Linked DNA regions of Drosophila melanogaster: region 2 is linked to region 1. A link is a contact called in public HiChIP or PLAC-seq data. All regions are on one chromosome and are shown on one strand. The core of a region is the stretch at or near the end of the contact, and the rest is flanking DNA. Distances in the headings are between cores, read along the strand shown. Region 1 holds the start of RpL37-1 (Ribosomal protein L37-1). Region 2 holds the start of Scamp (scamp,).

Evidence for each region. HiChIP or PLAC-seq counts read pairs in DNA pulled down with a chosen protein or histone mark.
Region 2: a contact with region 1 is called in an H3K27ac HiChIP or PLAC-seq map of the Kc167 cell line, with 6 times the contacts expected there. The contact joins the promoter of Scamp here to the promoter of RpL37-1 in region 1. A contact is called at or near these places in 3 of 107 Hi-C or Micro-C datasets (the Kc167 cell line and eye imaginal disc) and 1 of 6 datasets of contacts at active chromatin or transcription factors (the Kc167 cell line).

The regions. Positions count from the first base shown.
Region 1 is chrX:15,135,640-15,142,354 of dm6, reverse strand. RpL37-1 (Ribosomal protein L37-1) reads left to right here and starts at 2,988. Exons shown (of 3, transcript NM_132777.3): 1 at 2,988-3,103; 2 at 3,241-3,376; 3 at 3,442-4,485. The coding sequence starts at 3,101. The coding sequence ends at 3,584. CG9095 reads left to right here. Exons shown (of 10, transcript NM_132778.2): 8 at 357-458; 9 at 585-743; 10 at 835-2,418. The coding sequence ends at 1,066. It overlaps drd (drop dead), which reads right to left. Exons shown (of 9, transcript NM_001038756.2): 6 at 6,468-6,715; 7 at 6,080-6,396; 8 at 5,865-6,013; 9 at 5,044-5,793. The coding sequence ends at 5,560.
Region 2 is chrX:15,446,560-15,454,048 of dm6, reverse strand. Scamp (scamp,) reads left to right here and starts at 4,166. Exons shown (of 5, transcript NM_167442.2): 1 at 4,166-4,344; 2 at 4,541-5,190; 3 at 5,469-5,670; 4 at 6,025-6,154; 5 at 6,219-7,489. The coding sequence starts at 4,282. The coding sequence ends at 4,816. Ahcy (Adenosylhomocysteinase) reads right to left here and starts at 3,788. Exons shown (of 3, transcript NM_001298339.1): 1 at 3,634-3,788; 2 at 3,192-3,382; 3 at 882-2,654. The coding sequence starts at 3,658. The coding sequence ends at 1,572. It overlaps CG11655, which reads right to left and starts at 578. Exons shown (of 2, transcript NM_132796.3): 1 at 1-578. The coding sequence starts at 474.

The DNA of each region.
Region 1 (6,715 bases), core at 1,739-4,238:
CTGTTGCACCTCCATCAATCAATCAGTCAATCAATCAATCAATCAATGCATCTATCACCCACCAACAAGACTCTCTTCCACACACACACACACACACAGAAACACTGCACGCCTGGTTCGCTGTCTCTGTCTCTTTTTGCCTGCCTGCCTGCCTGTCTCTTTCTCTAGCCCTCCATCTGTCTCTCTCCAAACATATCTATCCGTCTCTGTCTCTGTGTGCGTAGTTCTCCGTGCCTAACCCTCTTTTTTGCCTGATTTTGTGACTAACCCAACACTGTTTCGTCCTGGCATTCAGTATTATAACTATTTACTCAGAAATATCAACTGACCAATGTAATTTCTCGTGTAATCCACAGAAACCGAACCACACAACACTATCGCCATCGCGCCTCGCCCGACTGCAACACTGTGGCCAGCTTCGATAGCTCCACCTCCGGATCCCGCAATGGACTCAACAGGTGGGTTAAAAACATCTCGATAACGGTCAAAACGAATATGAATATATGTTCTTTAGATCAGCGTTTAAAGTTGATTTCCTCAATATCAATATTTATTTTAATATTATTATAAATTCTCATTCGTAGGTACTACCGCCAAGCCTGGGAGAACCTGCACGAGTCCGCCTCGAAGAACAGCTCACACAACGCCCTCCGCCGCAAGGAGACCCTCGATCCACCGAGCATGACCCGTTCCCGGGACAATCTGCGCGACAATATGCAGCGATCCCGCGAAAATCTCGACAGGTTAGTCATTCACCTTTGGTCATTGAGTAGAGGAACTATTAGATATACCCAAATAGAGTTAATTTCTAATCAGTTGGATTCCCCGAAACAGATGCGGCAGGGACAACTACGGCATGCGGGATGACTCCGAGATGGTGGTGTCCTCGGTGGTGTCGGATGTGTGCCTGAAGGGCGAGAAGAAGCGCCATCACCATCATCACCACAAGAGCAGCTCCCGCAACGGCGACTACCGCGATCGGGATCACTCCTCCGGCAGACGCGAGCACCACCGACATAGTGGTGGTGGTGGTGGCGGCGGAGGCGGTGGTGGCGGCCACTATTGACCAACCATGGTCATCACCATCAATGTGGAGCGGCAGTAGCCAAACGAACGATAGTGGCCAGCAGCAGTCGGCGTAGAGATCGGATTCGGATTCGGACTTGGATTTGGATTTTGATTTGGACTCGGGTTTTTGGTTTTGGATTTGGATTCAGATTCGAAAATCGCGATCTGAGAACTGCAATGCGAGCGCAACAACGAAACGTTTTTTGTTTAATTTTAGCATCAGTTTTTTTTCGCGCATTAGTTATGTAAGCCACAGATGGAGAAAAAAGGGGTTCGGAAAATGTAAGGAGAAAACTTTTCTGTTTATAGTGAAAAAAAGAGAAATGTTAAAACATCAGCGCAAGAGATCATTTAACTTGCAAGTCAGTACTTAGCTATATAATCGTATGCTATGTTTATTTTTTGGGCTGAAACTCAGAAATCTTCGGAGACTTTAGAACCTTTGGTTAAAGAAATATACATTTGAGAACTTTTAGGAACAAACATTCCATAAATCTATACAAAAAAAAAACTTGAATCTCTTCTTGACAATTTGTTTAAATGTTTACCAAAACTTTGTGGTTTTTAAAGTCCCGGAGTTTCGGGTACGGTCCCATTTATAAGTATATATGCACTCGTGCTAAGATTTGGTCCGAACTCGTATAATTTATTCGCAAAGCTTTCATAAGGTTCTTAGTTAAATTTTCTTTATGAATTAGTTGTATGTAAAGGCGTGAAAAAGGGCAAAAAGGCGAGGCGTAGTAATTAGTTGCAAGGCACCACCAAGTCCACCCACATCCACACCTCCCCGAAGGTCACTCCACCCCATTTCCCCTTCACCCAGCAAGCAGATCACACAGCTGCAGCCAAATTATGTGCAACTTGGTTTCGTTTGAGGTCTCAAGCCCAATCGACTTGCTCATAGTCGCAAATTAGTTACGTAAACACTTACACTAGATAGAACTACCCATCCATTCCACAAGAAAAAATCCATAAAAAAAAATTCAAAAACAAATCACAAAACTCCAATCGGCAGCAGCAGCAACAGCAAATAATATCGTAGTACGCGTGCCACACCGAACATAGTGTATAAATATCTGCACAGGATCGAAAGAGTATATATATTATTATTAGCCCCAACTCACCAAGCTACACCATTTCATTATGTTTTTGTACCTACCCATTATATATCGCCCTGTATTTGTATTTCTAGAGTCTTGTAATTTGTAGATTTTGTTTTCGCGTGTGTATCGTCGAGCGGTCCAGTGCTAAAATGTCGCTCAGTATGCAATATTATTTGAATTTCGTGCATTATTTCCAATGTAAATAATAATAATTTATTTCATAAATAAAACAATGAATATTTTTACTAAACAAGATTTGGATTTTTACCTTTCTGGTTGGTTTTATTATTTCCAATAAACGAAGTTTGTAAATGAACGAAATACAAATCATACTTCAAAATTGGCGGGCAATAATAAGCGCCATCTATTGGCCTTTTGAAGGAACAGCTGATTTAACATATGGTGTCGCTGTTAAAATGCCAACTTGCCAAGTGCTGTTGTGCTATCGAAATGGCAGCCGATAGTAGTGCTGTTAGGCGCAAGTCCGCTGTTATGAGAAATTTATGTAATTGGTATTTTTTGATACGAGGCTGTTAATTTTGATAACTGTTGTAATAGAAACAATAATAGGTTCATTAAATCGGATACATTATGTGTTCTACAATTACGTAAAGTGGCTGTACATTAATGCAGTGTTTTTGTAGTTCAGTATATAATTAAATTTTCTATCCGTCTGGCAACTCTGCGGCTGCTAGGCCACCAAATGGCTACACCATAAATACCAACTTTCGGTATTTAAGCAACCCTGCGGACAAAAACTATCGATACTCGCGCAACGCGGCCACACTAATCTCTGCTCACCACCAGCGTCTCTTCTTCTTCCCTTTTCTTTTTGCTGCGCTTCCGGAGAAGTCGTCTTTGCTAGAAGCCACGTGCTAAATTTGTAGCTTGCAAGTTTCGTTCGATTCTTAAACCGTTCGCCACGAGAGATGGTGCGTACAATGTGCTCGTTAAACCGAAATACACTTGCCCTGCCAGCCAGGCAGCCTATTTCGAGTGTTTTCCCTTATATTTTTTTGAGTGTGCCGTGCAAGCCGAACTGCTAATACCCTGCGTGTTTCCATTACAGACGAAGGGTACCTCCAGCTTTGGTAAGCGCCACAATAAGACGCACACCCTGTGCCGTCGCTGTGGCCGCTCCTCCTACCACATCCAGAAGTCCACTTGCGCCCAGTGCGGCTACCCCGCCGCCAAGTTGCGTTCCTGTAAGTCAAGATGCCCCAATCCCCGCCCAGTAACCAGGTTAATAATTGTATTCTCCGCACACTAGACAACTGGTCCGTGAAGGCCAAGAGGAGGAAGACCACCGGCACCGGTCGCATGCAGCACCTGAAGGTTGTGCGCCGCCGTTTCCGCAACGGATTCCGCGAGGGCACCCAGGCCAAGCCCAAGAAGGCCGTGGCCAGCAAGTAGGAGGCTCTGTGTGTCCCAAGATGTATATCCCACACCGGGCTATATGGACGGAGATAGCAGCTGCTCCCTTAACCGCAGATAACGACAGCCTCCAGTTGATCAACGTGTACACACCATCTAAAATCCACTGAAAATGGCCCCTCAACATGGCTAATAAATCGCTCGAGCGCTAATAAATGAACGTTTTTTTTTATTAAGTGAAACTGGTGAATATTTTTTTATTGTTTGTGCAACAAAAGTGAAATGTGACCGAAAAGCGATCAAAAGATAGCGTGTAAATGGCCAAGATCCATAACCAAATGCTTGTAGGGCTGATTTCCTCGTGGTTTTCGCAAAAATTGTTAGTGTTCGCTGGTAGTCGAATACTTTTCCAGGGCAGGCTATCCACGTAGCTTTTATTGAAAACTAAAAAAGAACGCTTTAATAAACGCAGTATAGTCAGCTATAAAATCCAAGAGCTTCGGTAACTAAACCAAAAGCATGGCAATTCATACCACAGCTCAAATGTAAATGAAAATCGCTTTCTGTGCTATAAAAACTTCTAATTAGAATATATCGTTTCCAAAAACAGATTAAGAACCATATAAATCGTTCAAAGTTGCGAAAAACGTGTTCTCGCCATAAGATGATAGTTTCTGTTTACTATGAATTGTAATTCTTTGTTTTTAAACGTAGCCCCATATATGGTAAAACATATGATAGAACTGCAGACACAACAAAAATTATTAACTATATGTGCCTTGCTTCGATTTGTAGCAATTGAAATGGTTGCAGTTAGTACACGAGCAGTTATTCTACAATAATTCATAAAAAACACTTTAAATTGCCATTCTAAAAATGAAATATATATCTGACAAGATTCAACAGAAGCAAAACAGCAAACAATGGCCAAAATATTGACAATCTGTCTTAGAAATATACATTTGATATTTATAAATATTTATTTCCGTTTACATTTCCTAACGATTTAAGATCAAAACCTTTTACCTGCCACTTGCTTTAAACAAATTCTAGTTACAATCGGCTTAGGTAGCACGCAGAAATTAATATTTATTTAATTGGGGCTCATTTTGGTTTTCTTATGTGCATCAAATAGAAGCATAAAACAACAATTGTCTGCAACAAGCAATTTTCCATATAGCACACCTAGTACTGAATTACACAGAAAGCATAGGATTTTTTACAGAAGCTGTTTTGCTTTGCCACCAACACTACGGTAAAGGTATAGAATTTATTAGTATTAGAATTGAAATAAGTTTTCGTTCTTACAGTTTTATGGCATTGGTAATGGCGATCCAGTGGCTGTAAACCTTAACCAATTTTAACCGTGGCTACTCAAACTGTAGTCGGGCTTTTATCACATTTCAGTCACTCCAAAACTGTATGCTCTGAATTCGAATATTGCATACTTTCAGGAATTCATTCACACCAAACGTTTGCAAACGCTTAAAGGTTTTTTCGTAACATATTTATATATTTTATTAATTAAATTACCATTTAAAAACTGACATTCGACCTCGCTTAAGGTAACGTAAGTATTCTAATAAACATGGGCACCGAGAGTCTGCGTCCAGGGCCCCAATATCATGTGAATATGATATGACATAGGGTTCCCCAGCAGAGACTACCTCTCGAGGCCCGGTTTAGCAAGCAAGATAATATCGTACATCAAGCAGTGATTGATTAATTGGTTTATGACTACGAATCGGTTCGGTTCGGTTCTTAATTGTCGCTCGTTTTGACTAATAGTACAATTTACAATGTATAAAGCGTTCCACTAAAACTAGGGGCTGTCTTGGATTCAATTCGGGGAAAAGGCTGTGGGATGTGATGAGCACATGGACGGATTGGATGCGATTCTTTTTTTTTTGGGGGGGGGGGGGGGGATTTCGCTGGGGATCACTAAACATATTGCCACTAAATGCTAAGACATTTACAAGTTATACATAGCTAAGAAAGAGTGTGTGCATCCAGACTAATCCGAGTGCGGATGATGCGATTGTAGGAGGGCAGTGCTGCTGGGCTGTGAGGCTAGTGTCGTTGTCGTCGCATCCTGGGACTCTGCCGCCTTGGCTTTGCTATCCTTTACCACCTTTGCCGCCGTGGGTCGCTTGATCAGCAGCTTCTTTAGATTCTGGAACGGTGCATCGAAGAGCACCGTCAGGGCCACGGAGGCCAGGAAGATCGATATGAATTCGTTGGTATCGAGCTGCGTTGAGCAAATAAAAAACAACAAAAAATACAATTCTCTATAAATGCTAGACCTGGGCGAATACCTACAATTATCGAAACAAAGTTGTAGTAGTGGTGAATGTGACGCCTTCGGCCGACATTAAAGAAGAACACGGGGAACTGCGTCAGGTAAATGGCATACGATAGCTTCGTGGACACCTGGAAACCGCGCCAGGCAAACAGCTTCGTCAGTTTATCTGATTGGAATAACACAAAAATAAATTAACAACTCGAAAGCGTGGATATTCTTTCACAACACCCACTTGTGTATCCATTATGGGAGACAAAGACGATCCAGGAGAAAAACAAACACCAGGCGATCGGCGCAAAGGCGGCGTATATAGCTGCATGGGTGGAATTGTACACGTAGTTGATGTCACCCATGGGCGCTGGTCCCAGCAGAGAGGCGAGCACACAGACGGTGGCCACCAGCCAACCAAGTCGCAGCTGCAGGCTGCTCAGCCGGGCATTCTGGTACTTGCGCAACACATAGCCCAGCAGGATGCCCATGATGTAGACCGTGGAGCGGTGGGGCGGGAAGGAGTACATGTAGTCGGCGGTGCGGAACAGGCGCTGAATGCTAGGAAGGAATATCACAAACATAACGATGCAATTTTCAGATCAGATATTTGCACTTATGACCAAACTCACTTGGTACCAAAGTAGATATAGTTGGATAGCTGGTTGACAATCGTGGTGTAGTACCTAGCCGCCGTACCCACCGTGCAGAGCAGCAGCAGGGCGAAGAGGCCACGTCTTGGCCACCGCCACAGTGCCAGGATGAGGAGTGGAGCCACCGCAAAGAGTTCCGTATCGATGCCCAGATGGTGCGTGTGCGTCAGGCACATTTCGCTGAATCCGAAGTAGTTGTGAATGAAGAGCAGGTTGCGCCACCAGTT
Region 2 (7,489 bases), core at 2,917-5,416, 310 kb before region 1:
TATGATCGTACCCAGGAATATGTCATCCACCACACGTTTCGGTCGCTTGATCTTCACGTCCAGCGTGCTGTCGTTGCTCCAATTGGTGGGCAGTTCACTGGTGTTTCGCTGGCTGTCGTACAGCTTCACTTGGATCTTGGTCTGTCCCAGAAAATGGCCATTAACTACGATGTCACCCGTCCAGTCGCGTGTGTCCGTGTTGAATACATCCAGGGATATCGTGGCATTCTCGCCTGGAACACTGGCCAAATCCGTGTCCACACTTTCCAGGCGGAAGTGGTAACGCGTCGGCTGCTGCAGCGTGGAAGGTGCCACATTCTCCAGCTTGAGCTGCACCCGATCCCCGCGCTCCATCTGCAACGTGAGCGCAGCTGGGCGAAAGTGGGCCATCCACCCGTGGGTGGATGCGAATCCCACGGCCAGGGTGAGCAGGAGGTAGCTCCATTCCCAACCAGGACGTCCGTGCGGAGACATTATTTCGCCGCCACTCAGGTGATGTAATTCGTTAGCCGTTATCCGTTAGCCGGAATGTTTTCGCACGCAACAAGTGCTCCAACTGGAATGAGCGTGAATTCTCACAAAACAGCGGTTTACAATTGCAATTGCAGGTGGGAGCGGGATGGCGGCATGATTTGTCTCGCGGGAGGGAGCGGGATGGCGACGGCGACCAGCTGATAATTAACGGGCTCTGCGAGAGTCGGCCATCTCTTTCCTCGAATACCCTACGTTACAATTGGGATGATGGCGATAACGATAAGCACGAGATCATACAAGTGCATGGACGTAGGTCGAAATTTTAATGGGGATCAGAAAGAAAAATGGAATTTCAAAATAAATTAATCATTACAAATATTGTATTATTCAATTAACATAAAATATTTATTTAGTTCCCTCCGCTTAACAACATTGTTTATAAATAGTTGCAGATAAGGCTTAAAGCCATTTTCCGCATATAAAATCCATTCACGCATTATCACTTAGAATTTGCTTACATATTTGTGTTTTGGACCAAAACTTTTGGTAGATAATGAATTTTGACTTTCTTCCAGATGTTTCGTTTTGCCCTTGATCTTATTTATTTAAAGAAATCCTAATTTGTTGAGTCACTGTTTTTTTCAAGTTGTAATTCAACAATCAGATTGCTTTCACACATCGTATGTTTTTGATAGTCAACACGTGCTTCAAAATAAAAGGAGATGTTTTTGAGCGTCTTTACAAATAATGACAAAGCATTTTCACGATTTCGAAAACATTATTAGTATTATGAATATATGTATGAATATGAATATATGTAAGCTTAATAAATTGTATAAAACCCATAAACTTAATGCCGTACAAAAACTAATATTCTAAACCAATATGCTCCGCCATTTAGAGGGGAAAGAAAAAACATTGGAGCTATGTGGGGTTTTCTCTCGCTGAGAGTACGTGAGATGGGTTTTTATTGGAGCTGCTTAGGTGAACAGTGAAATGCGCAGACAATAGATAACTAGTGTGGGTCCGTCGTCTCCGGCGCCGCGTCCCGATTCGGTTATGGATTCGGGTGTGGAACCGGTTGGCGAATCGGGTGCTCAGTACCGGTAATGGTCGGGCTTGAAGGGACCGGTCTGCGAGACGCCCAAGTAGGTGGCCTGCTTCTCCGTCAGTTTGGTCAGCTTTACGCCCAGCTTCTCCAGATGAAGACTGGCCACCTCTTCGTCGAGGATCTTGGGCAGGACATGCACGCCGACGGCGTACTTGTCGGACTTGGTCCACAGCTCGATCTGGGCGAGCACCTGGTTGGTGAAGGAGTTGGACATCACGAAGCTGGGATGGCCGTGGGCACAGCCCAGGTTCACCAGACGACCCTCGGCCAGCAGGATGATGTGCTTGCCACTCTGCATTGTGTACCGATCTACTTGGGGCTTCACGTTCACCTTTTCTTTGGCATTGGCGTTTAGCCAGTCCACGTCGATCTCGATGTCGAAGTGGCCGATGTTGCACACGATGGCATCGTCGGGCATTTGTTGCAAGTGCACGCTGGTGATGATGTCCCGGCAGCCGGTGGTGGTCACAAAGATGGAAGCCTCCTTGCTGGCCTCCTCCATGGTGGTAACCTCATAGCCCTCCATCGCCGCCTGCAGGGCGTTGATGGGATCGACCTCGGTGACGATCACCCGACCACCGAATCCTTTCAGTGCCTGGGCACAGCCCTTGCCCACATCACCGTATCCGGCCACGCAGCAGACCTTTCCAGCGATCATGACGTCCGTGGCCCGCTTGATGCCATCGATCAGCGACTCGCGGCAGCCATACAGATTGTCAAACTTGCTCTTGGTCACCGAATCGTTGACATTGATGGCCGGTACGCCAAGACGACCCTCCTTGAACATCTTGTACAGGTTGTGGACACCGGTGGTCGTCTCCTCGCTGAGGCCCTTGATGTTTTTCAGATACTGGGGGAACTTTTCGTGCACCAGGTTGGTCAGATCGCCGCCATCGTCCAGGATCATGTTCAGGGGCTGGCCGTCGGGGAAGACCAAGGTCTGCTCGATGCACCACATGTACTCCTCATCGGTCTCACCCTTCCAGGCGTACACGGGCACGCCGGTGGCAGCGATGGCCGCGGCAGCATTATCCTGGGTGCTGAAGATGTTGCAGCTGGACCATTGGACCTGGATAAAAGAATGAAAATGTAGTTCATGCGTTGAAGTTGAGATGTGGATGGGAAGGAACCTAAATTATATAGATATTTGCAAACTGATTTGCATTGCATATAGGATTGATCTATATCAGGAAATCTATGTATTTCAGGACATCAGCATTTGGCAGAAAATAGTTGCCATGTGCGAGGATTGAAGCAGATGGTGCTGCGTCAGAGGAAATAACAATCTGGAGGTCTTATCTTGGGCGCCTTGAACTTGCCCCCCTGCTGTTAAACGAAAGTTTTGTTATTCAAATTGGTGCGTAAACCAAAGGTGATAAGGGACCAGCCCTTGGACAATGCTTGGAGATACCTATCTTTCTACCTAATTTACAATTTCCTTACGGAATTTTGGTCGGTTTTATGGTTTTTGAAATGGTTTTTAGTATTGAAATGATGCTATCTTTGTGTATTATCCCGACTGTTCAGACCTACAGTTGGGCATACAATTCGAATGGTGGTACGATGCATAAAATCATTTAGAGCGCCAAAGAGGCACTGAACCCACCTGAGCGCCCAGTTCGACGAGGGTCTCGATGAGCACGGCGGTCTGGACGGTCATGTGCAGGCAGCCGGTGATGCGGGCGCCCTTGAGGGGCTTAGATGGGCCGTACTTCTTCCTGCAGGCCATCAGACCGGGCATCTCGTTCTCCGCAATAATGATCGCCTTGCGTCCCCATTCCGCCAGACTGATATCGGCTGTCGAGTGGGATATAAAAGGGAGATAGGGTCAGATAAGCAGGCACTGTTGATTTATACACCATACGGTCTGAATTTCTACGTTTTTTGCCCCAGCAACAACGTGCTCTCCTCTGTTTTGTCTCTCTTTTAACCTCAGAAACATGTGCTCATGAATAGATGCAATTCACCCGCACATGTCGCCTGTTGCCGGCCGGAGATTCGATTCGAGAGTTTGCCATCCGTTTGGGTTTATTTATAACGCAACTCACCGACTTTGTAGCTGGGCTTCGACATTCTTGCAAGGATTGGATGTTTGACTTGGATGCGGAGCAGACAGAATCGCACACAACCGAATTGGAGACGCGGGCAGCGGTAAATGAATCGAATCGCAACCCAAGACACTAGAATTCCAATTGCGGAATGGCGGCCCCAGGGATGGGAACTGGTTCCACGCAGCTGGTTCAGCTGGAGCAGTTCCGATTGGCACGATTGTTGCCATTTAAATTTAAAATTCATATGATAACTGCTGGTTTACATCCAATTGTATATAGAATCTTTTCTTTTTGCTATCATTTTAATAAAATGTATTAATAGGTCCTAAAAAATCAGACCATTGTATACCAGTTATTCACATTTTTCAGAATTCTAGATTAATGTTAAATGTGTTAAATAATAAGTTTTTCTGCCAAAATGAATTTAATATGTAATTCAAATAACATTAATTCTTTAAAGTAATTCTTTCGATATTTGAGGCCTACACTTTGATTCCCAACGAAAGCTTATCGATGCTGAACCATCACTAAAACCGACATCGATAACTGAGCAGAGTCTTAGGGAAAATATACACAGCGAAAAGCAAAGTGCGAGTCAGTGCGTTTTTCTGGTCATTGAACAGCCGTATCCAAAGTAGAATTCCCATGTCCGGCTCCGGTCTCGACGAGAATCCCTTCGGGGAGCCCAATCTGGACAATCCGTTTGCGGTGAGGCGATAGAAGAGCTAGGAGAGAGAGCGCGGAAGCCGAAGAAAAAACCCATCGCACACACACGCACACGTACGCAAAGGTGGGGTGTTGGTGTGCGTGCCTGTGAGTGTAGTGTGTGTGTGTGTTGGGTGCATTCGTCACATATGTTGAATGAATTGGTTTCTGATTGGGATTTCCCGGTTTTCCCCCGCAGGACCCCGCCATCCAGCAGGCACGACGACTCCAGAGCGGCGCCGCCCTTGTCTCTCTTGAGGATTACAATCCATTCGAGGAGCAGGCCAAGCCGCAGCTGCAGATCAACTCAACGAACACGGCGGCGGTGGTCCAGCCGCTATCGCAGAACATTCCGCCCCCGCAGACCAGTTCCCTGGGCGCCTCGGCGCCTAGCACCAGCATACAGATCACCTCGGAGGAGCTGCAGGTAACCCACTTGGCCGGTCGTCTCGCGTTACCGCCCACACAACAGTGAGCACTCTGCGGTGTGCTGTGCCGGCATGGCCACATCCGCAATACTCCAAAAACCGCATATGTACATCCAAATACTCGGAAACAATCGAAATGGACCACACCACACAGTTACACTAAAAGTTTGCCCTAAAAGTCTGTACAGTAATCACTTTGCTAGAGTGCCGGGATTAGGGCAGGCATATCACATTTTACTCTCCATCAAGAGTCAGAAAGATAAGCGGGCTTATCTCGATCTGCCAACGATATATCCGCTTTGGAGCATTTATCTGGTTGAGACTAGAAGCGGCTGCCGCGCCGAGTCTTCACTGTGCAAACTGCGGTTTCTCTTGATTTACTTGGCTTCTTCGGCCCTACACAATAATTCAAGAAATACTAGTTAGTAGATCTAAATACATATGATTTGGAGGCTTAAGTTTGCACTTTATTCTTGTACAGAATATTTCCTATAGATAGGCCAAATGCCTGAGGTTAAGATAGAAGTTTAACAAACTCAAGATTTGGATGTGAATTCCTATCATTGAATTTCGCCTTTGTTTTCCCAAATATGTAAATGAATAAGATTTAAAGTATTTACCATATACGGCCAATTTATTAAGTCATACAAAATGTATATATAAAACAGTCGATAATCATATGATTTTCATTGTATCCAGCGCCGGCAGGAGGAGTTGGACCGCAAGGCCGCCGAACTGGACCGCCGCGAGCAGCAGCTACAGGGCAATGTGCCGCAGCTGAACAACTGGCCACCGCTGCCGGATAACTTTTGTGTAAAGCCGTGCTTCTACCAGGACTTCGAGGTGGAGATACCGCCCGAGTTCCAGAAACTGGTCAAGCGATTGTATTACATTTGGATTTGTGAGTATTGGTTCTTTATGGCTGTGTTTTCTACATGTTTTCGCTGATAAGCGGTGCCATAGGTTGTGGAATTAGTCATCGCGTGTCGTCTACAGGCCGATGCCATTATTAATCAGATATAGCTGAATGGCTAATGGTCTTGGATGTGTGCGTGCCTTTGTGCAGAATATGCTTGCAAAGAGGGGAGCATGAAATTTGTTTGATTTACATGTTATCAGTATTAAGATAGTTTTTAAATGCATTTCTAGCATTATTTACTGCATGCATAGTATATAGTATATAATAATGCTTTCCCCTACAGATTATAGCATTATGCTGATTGTATGTGTCTATTTTGAATACTTTCTCCGACAGTTTACACCATGACGTTGTTGGCCAACGTGATAGGCGGTCTAATTTTGCTGTTCCACGCTGGCGAATTCGAGACCTTCTTCCTGGCCATCTTCTACACGATGCTCTTCTCGCCCGCCTCCTATGTCTGCTGGTGAGTTTATACCTGGAAGATTCTTAAAACATGAATAATGTGATGATGTGTGATTAATTTTCAGGTTCCGACCGGCGTACAAGGCATTCCGCAACGATTCGAGCTTCAACTTCATGGTCTTCTTCTTCATCTACTTCTTTCAAACGCTGTACTCGATTGTGCAGGCGGTGGGCTTCAACAAGATGGGCTACTGTGGCTTTATTACGGCCATCGGGCAGTTCGATGGGCAAGCGTCGGGTATTATCGTCGGCATTCTGCTGTTGAACGTGGCATTCTGTTTCACAGCGGTGGCCGTGGCCAATGTGCTGATGATCACAAAGATTCACTCGATCTACCGCAGCACAGGGGCCAGTATGGCCAAGGCCCAGGCGGAGTTCACCACCGAGTTTCTGCGCAACCAGCACGTCCAGGAAGCAGCCTCCTCGGCCGTTAATACGGCCATCAATTCGCAGTTTAACAACAGCAGGTACTAAGTGACACTCTGCTTTCCGGGGATCTAATCAAATCAAAAGGAGAATCAATCAATCAACCACGAACTCAAGCAGCACTCATCCTGCTTAACTGGGACAGAAAAAGATGATGATAGCCGCGCCAGAGAGAGGGAGATGGAGAAAGAACACTTAATAAACATTGAAATAGCTTAACACGAAATGAAAGTAAAGAAAAACATGAAACTAAAGCTAGCATTGGAGCATGGAACTAATAACTATTTGCTTTTGTGCATAAACAATTCCTAGAATGCCGTCGTCTTTATTACAAATAATTACTGTAATGATAACACAGAAACAACACACAATGCATAAACAATATTTATAAACGGAACAAAACCGAACTTGGAACTAAACTGAAAGTGAAAAAAAAACCAAACAAAAAGGAGAAAACAAAAAAACAAAAGGAAAACTAAAGCGGCCCACGATGCCTTCGACACGCAGCTGCAGCGGATCAAGTAGACAGGACATCTTAATCGCACGATATATGCCTCCAAATACAAGTATCTAGACTAAATTATTGTGTGTCTGTCTCTGTCCTGTGGAATAATTCGATTCTGATACTAACCCAGATTAATCAGGCGAAAGGGATGACACTGATGACGATGATGCTGCTGCTGCTGCTGCTGATGATGATGTTTTCTAGTTCTTTAAGTCATTAAAACGATATAGGAATAACCCCACTCCCTCGCACACGCAACACACACACACACACACACTCACATATATACGATCTTATATATATAACAAACATAATATAAATAATATATTTAACGCTTACATTATAGAACTTTATCTCTCGTCGCCTCGACCAGAGAGACAACAAGAAAGCGAAATTCATTTTTCA